Regions from separate parts of the Rattus norvegicus genome. Here region 2 is linked to region 1. Evidence: chromatin contacts called from public Hi-C data. All regions are on one chromosome and are shown on one strand. The core of a region is the stretch at or near the end of the contact, and the rest is flanking DNA. Distances in the headings are between cores, read along the strand shown. Region 1 overlaps LOC134485233 (a long non-coding RNA gene). Region 2 holds the start of Plce1 (phospholipase C, epsilon 1).

What was found. A called contact is a pair of places that touch in the nucleus more often than the background predicts.
Region 2: a Hi-C map of the A7r5 cell line shows a contact between it and region 1, with 2.5 times the contacts expected there. The contact joins the promoter of Plce1 here to the enhancer-like site in region 1. A contact is called at or near these places in 5 of 12 Hi-C or Micro-C datasets (the A7r5 cell line, the Rat2 cell line, Schwann cells and 2 more).

Annotation. Positions count from the first base shown.
Region 1 is chr1:245,617,140-245,621,464 of GRCr8, forward strand. It overlaps LOC134485233 (a long non-coding RNA gene), which reads right to left. Exons shown (of 2, transcript XR_010063255.1): 2 at 1,014-1,225. Among named protein-coding and RNA genes, the nearest start is that of Plce1, 38 kb to the right of the region's middle. Within about 2 kb of position 2,307, at least 10 of the 93 cell types and tissues checked have an H3K27ac peak or open chromatin away from gene starts, as enhancers often do. A contact at or near this core is called in the A7r5 cell line, where this site is marked.
Region 2 is chr1:245,655,262-245,659,586 of GRCr8, forward strand. Plce1 (phospholipase C, epsilon 1) reads left to right here and starts at 1,819. Exons shown (of 33, transcript NM_053758.2): 1 at 1,819-2,043.

The DNA of each region.
Region 1 (4,325 bases), core at 1,057-3,556:
CCTCAAAAATAGACAAAGGACAAAATTACAAAGGCAAAGCTTATTTTCAATCTTTAATTTTTGCACACATATGTGTGTTGTATGCATGCATTGTGTGTACCATGTTTGCATGTGTGGAGCATATCAGTATCTACTGGTGTGCCACACACATATGTGTGTGGAAATCCAAGATTGGTATCAGGAGTCTGAGAATTCAAGGCTAGCCTGAACTATGTAGAAAAAAAACTTGTGTTAAACAAAGAGCGAAGCGTTTGTGAACAAGTTTTTGTGTAGGCACACGCAATCATTCCTCTCAGGTGTTTCCCTAGAAGTAGATTCTCACTATTTAAACACTGCCTACCATTGGCATTCATATTTACATGTTTAAGGGGTGTGCATGTGTGCATGCGTGTGTGTGTGTGTGTGTGTGTGTGTGTGTGTGTGTGATATGTGTGCACGGGTACCAGGGAGGGGATGTACTCATGTGTATATATGTAGAGGGTGTCTTCCTCTAGGACTCGACACCTTTTTTTTTTGGTTCATTTTTTCGGAGCTGGGGACCGAACCCAGGGCCTTGCGCTTCCTAGGTAAGCGCTCTACCACTGAGCTAAATCCCCAACCCCGCCACCTTATTTTTTGATACAGAACCTGGAGCTTGTGGTTCAGGCTGTGTGAGCAGGCTGAAGAGCTCCAGGGCTGTGTTTGTCTTTACCCAGCATCCAGTGGGGGATGGGGGATGGGGGATGGGGGATGGGGGAGTTGGGGGATGGAGAGGTGGGGGTTGGGTGGTTTGCAGGAACATTTTGCCACACTCAGTAAATTTCCCTGTGTGCTCAGGATCTGAACGTAGTCCTCAAGCTTGCTCCACAAGCACTTTCCTGGCAGAACCATCTCCGAAGCCATCACATTTTCTTTACTAAAATGGCCCCATCTTGTCCCACAGACTATCAGTCCCACACATAAAATTTTTCTCTTTTTTTATCACTGCCATACAATGAAAGTTTGCACATGAGTTGTTCAAAGAATGCTGAAGCTAAGAGAGCAAAGAGGAGAAAACCTCTTGATTTAATAGGCCGATTGGGTATACAGTAAAAGTCAGTTTGTGGGGAGAGGGAGGACTGGGTATACAGGGAGGGAAGAGAATTTCCAGTCTCCAGCCGGCACCTTCCCTTTGGTCCTTGTTTTCATCTGTAAAATGTCCGGGTTGAAACACATTCCTGGATCTTTCCAGCTCGGTATGCCATATCTGCAGCAAAAAAGAACTGAGTGGCTTAATAAACACAGTATTTATTAACCATTCACCCAACAAATATTTACTATGTGTCTTCTTGAGCCAGTCATTTCCTGGATATCTTATAGGTCAGCTCAACATTTATAAGTTAGACATGGCTATAGGAGAGGGGCTTTAGCCAGGAGGTGATGGTGCATGATTTTAATCCCATACTCTGGAGGCAGAGAGAGGGAGAGGGAGGAAGGGAGGGAGGGAGGGAGGGAGGGAGAGAGAGAGAGAGAGAGAGAGAGAGAGAGAGAGAGAGAGAGAGGGAGAGAGAGAGTTAGAGTTCAAGTAAAAAAGAAGATGGGAATTTGAACATGAAATATGTGGGGCGTGTTTTGTTTTGTTTATTTGTTTGTTTGGTTTTGTTTTAGCTTGTTTAGTTAGTTAGTTAGTTAGTTAGTTGGTTAGTTAGAGACAGGGTCACACTATGTAGGCCAAGCTAGCTTGCTGGAAATCACTATATAAAATAAAACCAGGCTGGCCTAGACTCACAGAGCTCCACCTGCATCTGCCTTCCAAGTGGCATTAATTACAGTTACAAGGATGGGCCGCTATGACCAACTGAATACGTGTATTTTTAAAAATAATTTTATTAACAGTGAAAATAGAAAAATAATTAAAATTTAAGTTCGGAAATTAGGCAATACTCTTAACATTTAAAAAAAAACCTTTATTTCACTATTTTTTTTTTAGCCAATCTGTAACTTGCCACCCTGTCATTCAAAGTGTGAGACCGTGCGGGACTCACGGATCAGGCTTCTGCCCTCGCGGTATTCAAGGGAGGTGTGGAGGGACCCTATGCGATGGAGCTAATGTGACTTCCGACTAAGCTCTGGTTCTCTTAAGATGTGAAGTGGCATAGTTGGGAGAGGAAAGTGGAAGCAGGCTGGGGAAGAACTAAAGATGTCCAGGAAGAAGTGGGTAGGGATCTATGCTATGGGTTGAACGCTAGGGGCTGATGTGAACCATGACTAGACAAACAGAGAAACACAGTATCCAAGCTCTGGGTCAGGCCAGAAAGGTGGAGACAAGCCTGAGTCACTGGAGCCAGACTCGGAGGAAGGCCCTCGGAGCTCTGAGGTGAGCAGCTGTAGTTTCTAATACACACTTCATTCAGCTGCCTGCGCTGAGAACACGGCTCATGGTCAGTGGAATGGAATTTGGAGCAGGCACAGCCCCTCAGAAGGCACAGAAACCCGATATGTCGGCTTTAGCCTGGTGTTTCTCCAGGCATTTCCCTTCATTTGATTCCAATTCTTTGTGATGTCCAACAGAATAGAGCCCGCCTGACTAGCCAGAGGGTAAGAGAAAACCAGACAGAGTGGTCAGGCCAAAAATTCCCATTTAGGTGAGATGAGGAAGTTGGTTGAGGCAAAGGCCCCTGGTTTGGTTAGATGGTACGGGGTTCTAAGGACGGGGACTTTCTGTGATGGATGCGGGCAGTGAAGCTGTATTTGAAGCCAGCAGTGAGGATAAACAAACGGTATCAACTGCCGGATGCAAGAGGTCAGTTAGAGACCCTGGACATGAAGAAAGGAGGAAAGAGGGAGACAAGATCAAGAGCAAGTCTGTGGACAGACCAGGAAAGAACCCGACGAAAGTTTAGGATCTGTAGGGAACAGCTCTAGAGTTCAAAGCCTTGATCTTATTGGATGGGAGACTGAGGGGTGGAGCTTAGCCGCAGAGCAGTTTCCAAACATGCGCAAGGTTTTGGACTTGATCTTAAAACACTAGAAGAAAGGAAGGAAAGAAGGAGGGAAGGAAAGATGGAGGGAGGGAGAAGGAAGGACTTAAATGCCTGAATCTTCCTGGCCGTTAGTCTAGAGAAGTCAGGATCCAAACGAACTACAAGCAGGAACCAGAGATCTAAAGTACAGAATCCAGACGTCCGAAGTCAGACAAGACAGGTAGGTGGACACTAGCTGGCAATGTGACCGAGCAAGTGTGGGTGCTTAAAAGGGAGGTTACTTTGACATTGAATAGTGGGGCCCCATTTACTGCACGCTGGAGTCAGTTGGAGTTTGAATAAGTTGACGCCTCAGTTCCTTCGATAATCTAGTTTATTCTGTCTGAGGTGCAGCCCGGATTTTAGATGGTGGGGCAGTCTAGTAGGCATTCAGTGATAGCACTATACAGTCAGGGCTGAGGACCACTCTCCTGAAACTGGGTCTCAACAAGCACGGCACAGGTCTTTTTTTGAAAACCAGGGTCCACATCCACAAAACAAGGTAAAGGAAGTGTCATATACTATCACTTTGGAGGTTTGCTGGATAGTTTTATGCCAACAGGACACAAGCTAAACTCATTTAGAGGAGGGAACCTCTATTCAGAAAATGCTTTCATAAGATTTGGTCATAGGCAGGCTTGTAGGCATTTTCTTCACTAGTGATTGATGGAGGAGGGCCCTGCCCACTGTGGGTAGGGTTATCCTTGGTCTGGTGGTCCTAGGTTCTATGAGACAGCAGGCTGAGCAAGCCATGAATAGCAAGCCAGTAAGCAGCACCCCTCCATGGCCTCTGCATCAGCTCCTACATCCAGGTTCCTGCCCTGTTTGAGTTCCTGTCCTGGCTTCCTTTGATGATCAACTGTGTGTGATACGGAAGGGTAAGCCGGAGAAGCCCCAATTTGCTTTGGTCATTGTGTTTTATCACAGCAACAGTAACCCAAATCAAGACAGGAGATGGAACCAATTCCTAGGGATTTTTCAGAAAATAGCCTCAATAAAAATAACTTTTATATTCAGTAAAGGGTCCGCATATAATTTCTTCTGACAAAGCCAACAGTTGATGAACCTCTTTGAGGAGAATGTAGCAGGACCCTGTCTTAACGGTTCTGTAGGCTGACAATATATCATCACATACAGTCATATGCTTACTCCAAAGTATATTAAAACAAGAGATAGAACATTCCCACCATCCCATGAGGGTCTTGGGTCCCACTTTCCAGTCACCACTGGACTGTCCCTCGAGGCACTCACTTATTTCTCTCACCGTGGCTAAGCTTCAGCTGTCCCTGTATCTTATCACGATAGTATCATGTGGCAAGAGTTCGTTTGTGCAAGCTCATTGCC
Region 2 (4,325 bases), core at 569-3,068, 38 kb after region 1:
TCTGGATACTCTCTTTGCAAGGGGTTGGGAAAGGCACCCTTCGTATCGGGGCGGAGCCTGCAGGCCACCATACTTGGGTGGTCATCAGCTTTCTACTTATGGGACCCCCCGTTTGTCTTCGATCTCAACAGTGCACTGGCTCAGCTGGAGGGCTCGGTGTTTACTGCCTTTATGGCCACCAGCTTTGCAGCAATTTGATTCCCAGATCAGATTTTAAAAAAAGAACAACTGACCACAAGTTTGGGGTACCAGGTGATGATGATATCTGGATGGCTAGATCCACTAAATGAACTACACAAATCCCAGAGGAATGCCATATGTTAAATAAAAGCCCCATCCTACCAGGAAGGTACTTGTTGACCTCTCCACTTACTTGCCCAAGTCTATGGTTGGGGTAAATGACCATTTATTTATTGGTGGTCTAAAACTAAAAACCTGACACTTAACGAACAAAAAATCTCCCCCAAGGCCTTCTGCTAAGCCCTTCCTGAACCAGCTTTTGTGGGAAGCAGAAACATTAGTTTTCATTAAAACCCTAGTGGTGAGAAAACAGCAAAACAGTGTAAGGATAGGGCTGGCAGATTTTTCTTACGGGCAGAATTCTTTGGCTGTCTTATGCATTCTTGCTCCAGTCTCTCCTGTGCTAGAGGCTCCAAGGAGGGGAGATCTCATTTAAGAAGCTACCTAAACCCAGCAAGAGCAGACAGAGCCTGTGGGAGACCTCCGTGATCCAGCGAAGTTACAGGTAGAGTTCCGGGAGGATGGGAGCTGGACACACCCTGTTGTATGGCTCATACTGGCTAGGGCATGGTGGCCTTCACACAAGATGGTTAGTATGGAGATACTGAAGATTTCTGCATTAATTAAAGTTGTGGAGGAGAACGACTATGGCTGTGGCGTGGAGGGTTGATTTGGTCCAAGGAAAATGCAGACTTGAGACGTGGGCCGGAAAGAATTGGTTCTGGTTGAATGTGGGAGAGGGCATCAGGCCTACGGGTATCTGTAAGACAGCCAGGTAAAAAAGGAGAAGGCACAGGTTTGGGCAAACGGGAGGAGGTTTGATTTTTCTCCAGGTCTCTGGCTCTCCTAACTGCAGATAGGGCATAAAACTTTTGCCAGTAGCCAAGGACGCTCTAGGCAAAGCCGGCAGTTTCTAGCAGCTGTGAAAATCTCCAGACTTGCTTCGGAAAGACCAAACAGGCACGGTTTAGTTTTGTAAGAGATCACAGGCATGAGTAGTCACACATAGCAAAAGAAGTGTCTTGGGCACAATGATAGATAGCATTCTACAAGTACTCGGAAATGAATGGAAGAATGCGAGTGGTGGGAGTCTCGTTGCTGATTCCTACTAGAGTAACTTTGTTAAAGTCACTTAGTAACCTCGGTCCTCAGTTTCCCGGTCTGTCACCCAGGGATGGTCAGCAGGAGGGGAGGCAGTGAGAGAGGACCTCTTGCACCCGAGGTGTGCAGAATTCCGGCTCTCCCGGAGCAAGGTGATCTGTCGCAGCTGGAGACGGTTCCCTCCTGGACCTGAGACCGACTGGCTCTTGGGCTCCTTGGCCCGGGTGTCTGGCGGGGGTCGTCCGGACTGCTAGGGTGGGGAGGCAGGGTGGTGGGGGCGGGCCCCATCCAGCCGAGTCGGGGGGCGGGCCAGGCACTAGCCGCTCCCCTAGTCGCCGGGCGGCCCGCGGTGGCGCTCGCGGCCTCTCACCCCGCGGGCGAGTTCTGGGAAAGCCCGGCCCAGGGCGGGGGCCCGCGCCGCCCCGCTCCGCTCGGCTCCGGGCAGCGCGCACTGCTGGGGCGAGGGACGCGCGGGCTGAGCCCGGAGCGCGGGCTGGCGGCGGGGGCGGCGGGCTAGAGCAGTGGACGGCGGCTGCGCGCCCCGCTGTGCTCTGCCCGGCTTCTGTTCGCTCCTGGGAATCGGCTGTGCGGCTGACACTCTGTAACTGGGACTCTCCACGGCTCTGGGGACGCACGCGCGTGGACCAGGTCCCCAGGGACGCGGCACTCTGGTCCCGCCGCACGTCTGGCTGGAGATCTAAGGTGAGCCTGCGACTCTGTCTCTTGGTCACTGAGGACCGCAGATCCGGAGAGCTGGGCTGGGTGCTCTCCGGGTTGGAGTCGCTCCCGGGCGGCAGCCTGAGTTCGTGTACCTGGTGGCCCAGTCAGCGGCTCCCGCCTCCCAGGGGACAGCCGGGGCAGTCATCCCTTGGGGAATGCTAGGCTGGAGGTCACCCGGTTACCCTGGCCTCGGCTCACCATTTCATGCTGTGTGTGTGTGTGTGTGTGTGTGTGTGTGTGTGTGTGTGTGTGTGTGTGTGTGTGTGTGTGGTGTGGAAGTGGCCCAGCACAAAGCAAAGTAGAAGTCCCTTTCTCAGCAACGCATTTCAAGGAAAGTTCTCAGACATTGTTTCCGGAGAGATTTATCTGTGGAATCCTAGGAAATACAGCACTGGACCTGTTTCACTCTGACTGGTGATTTCGAGAACGGCTATGCTTTTTCTCTAAAGTCTTTCTAAATAACACAGATTCACAATTCTTTGGCCATGGCCCGTGTTACGTGCACAGGGTAAATATGTACCCCCCCTTACATTTAAGTCATGGCACATTTGGTTCAATTGACTAAATCAATTTGTATAGGGACTATTCATTATTCAATAATTCAGTGCATTAAAAAAATAAGCTCTTTAGTAACTAGAGTCGACTTCGCCGAAAACTTTTTTGTACAAAGTTCAGAATTTCATCAGCATTAGTGGGTTTTCTTAACTCTTTTGTAGACGCCCCCTGTGGGGGCAGGGTGATGCTAAGGGCACAGAATAGCACAGCTAAAGTCAGGAACGTGAACCCAGAAGCAATAGTTAAAAGCCAGTCTTGGGAAGGGGTGGCAGGTGGTTCTCTGGATGTCAGTATAGCTTCCTAGTTGTCAGTGCAGGAGGAGCTCACCATCCCTCCTCAGTTACTATACAGAACTGTGGTTTTTCTGAACCATGCTTGACAATATGCTCTAGAACAAAGGTTCTCAACCTGTGGTTCACAACCAGAGGGATCTTTTCATAGGGATGCCTAATACCATCAGAAAACACAGAGCTTTACCACACAATCCACAGCAGTAGCAAAATTACAGTTATGAATTAGCAACAAAAGTAATTTTATGGTTGGGAGTCATCCCGGCATGAGGAACTGCATTGAATAAAGAGTTGCGGCATTAAGAAGGTTGAAAACCACTGCTATAGAATATGTTTTCTTCTTCCTCGTTGGTTTCGACCAGCCTCCCCAGTGATGGTTCTAGATGCTAAACAGTGTTCAGTCTCCAGTTTGTTGGCTTAGCCTGAAACTGCGAGCATCCTCCCTCTGCTTTGATTACCATAGCCTCTTACTTACCCCAATGGGTCTGTGCGATTTATGTAGATAGCACGTTTTCCTCACCCGTGGTATTTGCTGAGCCTTTCCTGGCCCGATCCTTACACCTTGAAGGCTCTCTAGAAATAATTGTGGGCAGGCATTAAACGCTAAGACTCTGGTTTGTACAAAGTAAAGCTCTCTTTTAGAGGAATCAATGTAACCACGAGGATTTAGGGAAACATTCACCACCCGTACATCCTTCACTCACAGCCCCTAGGAGAAATTTGCTTTCTGCTTAGGAGTGCCTCCTGGTCACCTTTGGCTCCAGACCAGGTAAAAGGTGAGGTTAAGCTGTAGGCACATTCTTTTCCGCTCCTTCTAGCAAGACAAGCTCCTGGATGTGTTCCAGTTTGACCTTCGAATAAAAAATTTGTACTTGAACCGGTGGGGTGAAGCTAGAGTCTGACGAAGGTGGTCGGTCTTCTTTTCTTTTTCGCAGTCACAAGTTTCTTTGATCTTTCGTCGTATACTGGGTGGCACTTGTCTGGTGTGTGCAGTTTGTTACAAACTTTGAAATGGACAAAGGAAGATTGAAAGGGTCTGGGCACAGGGGGAGGTTTTGTAAGTAGAGGGGACATTTTCACAAAGCATGGCTGTTCTGTAGGGGTGTGTGTGTGTGTGTGTGTGTGTGTGTGTGTGTGTGTGTGTGTGTGTGTTGGCAGCCCCTGCCTTTCACAAGCAGCCTGCACAGGACAACTGCTTCCGTGCTTCTATCCCGCTCTTACACTTTCCTTGGGAGCTACTTGACAAGTGATGGAAGATGTGGATGGGTCATAGAAGAGCGTGTAGCTTCATGAGCCTCGGGTGGAGAAGATGGGAGCTCTGGATTGATGGGATGGGAAACGGAAAAAGAGGAAGGACACATCAAAGCCTACCAGCTGTGGGGTCTGGCAAGGAAGTTAAGGCTTTTCCTTATCCCCTGG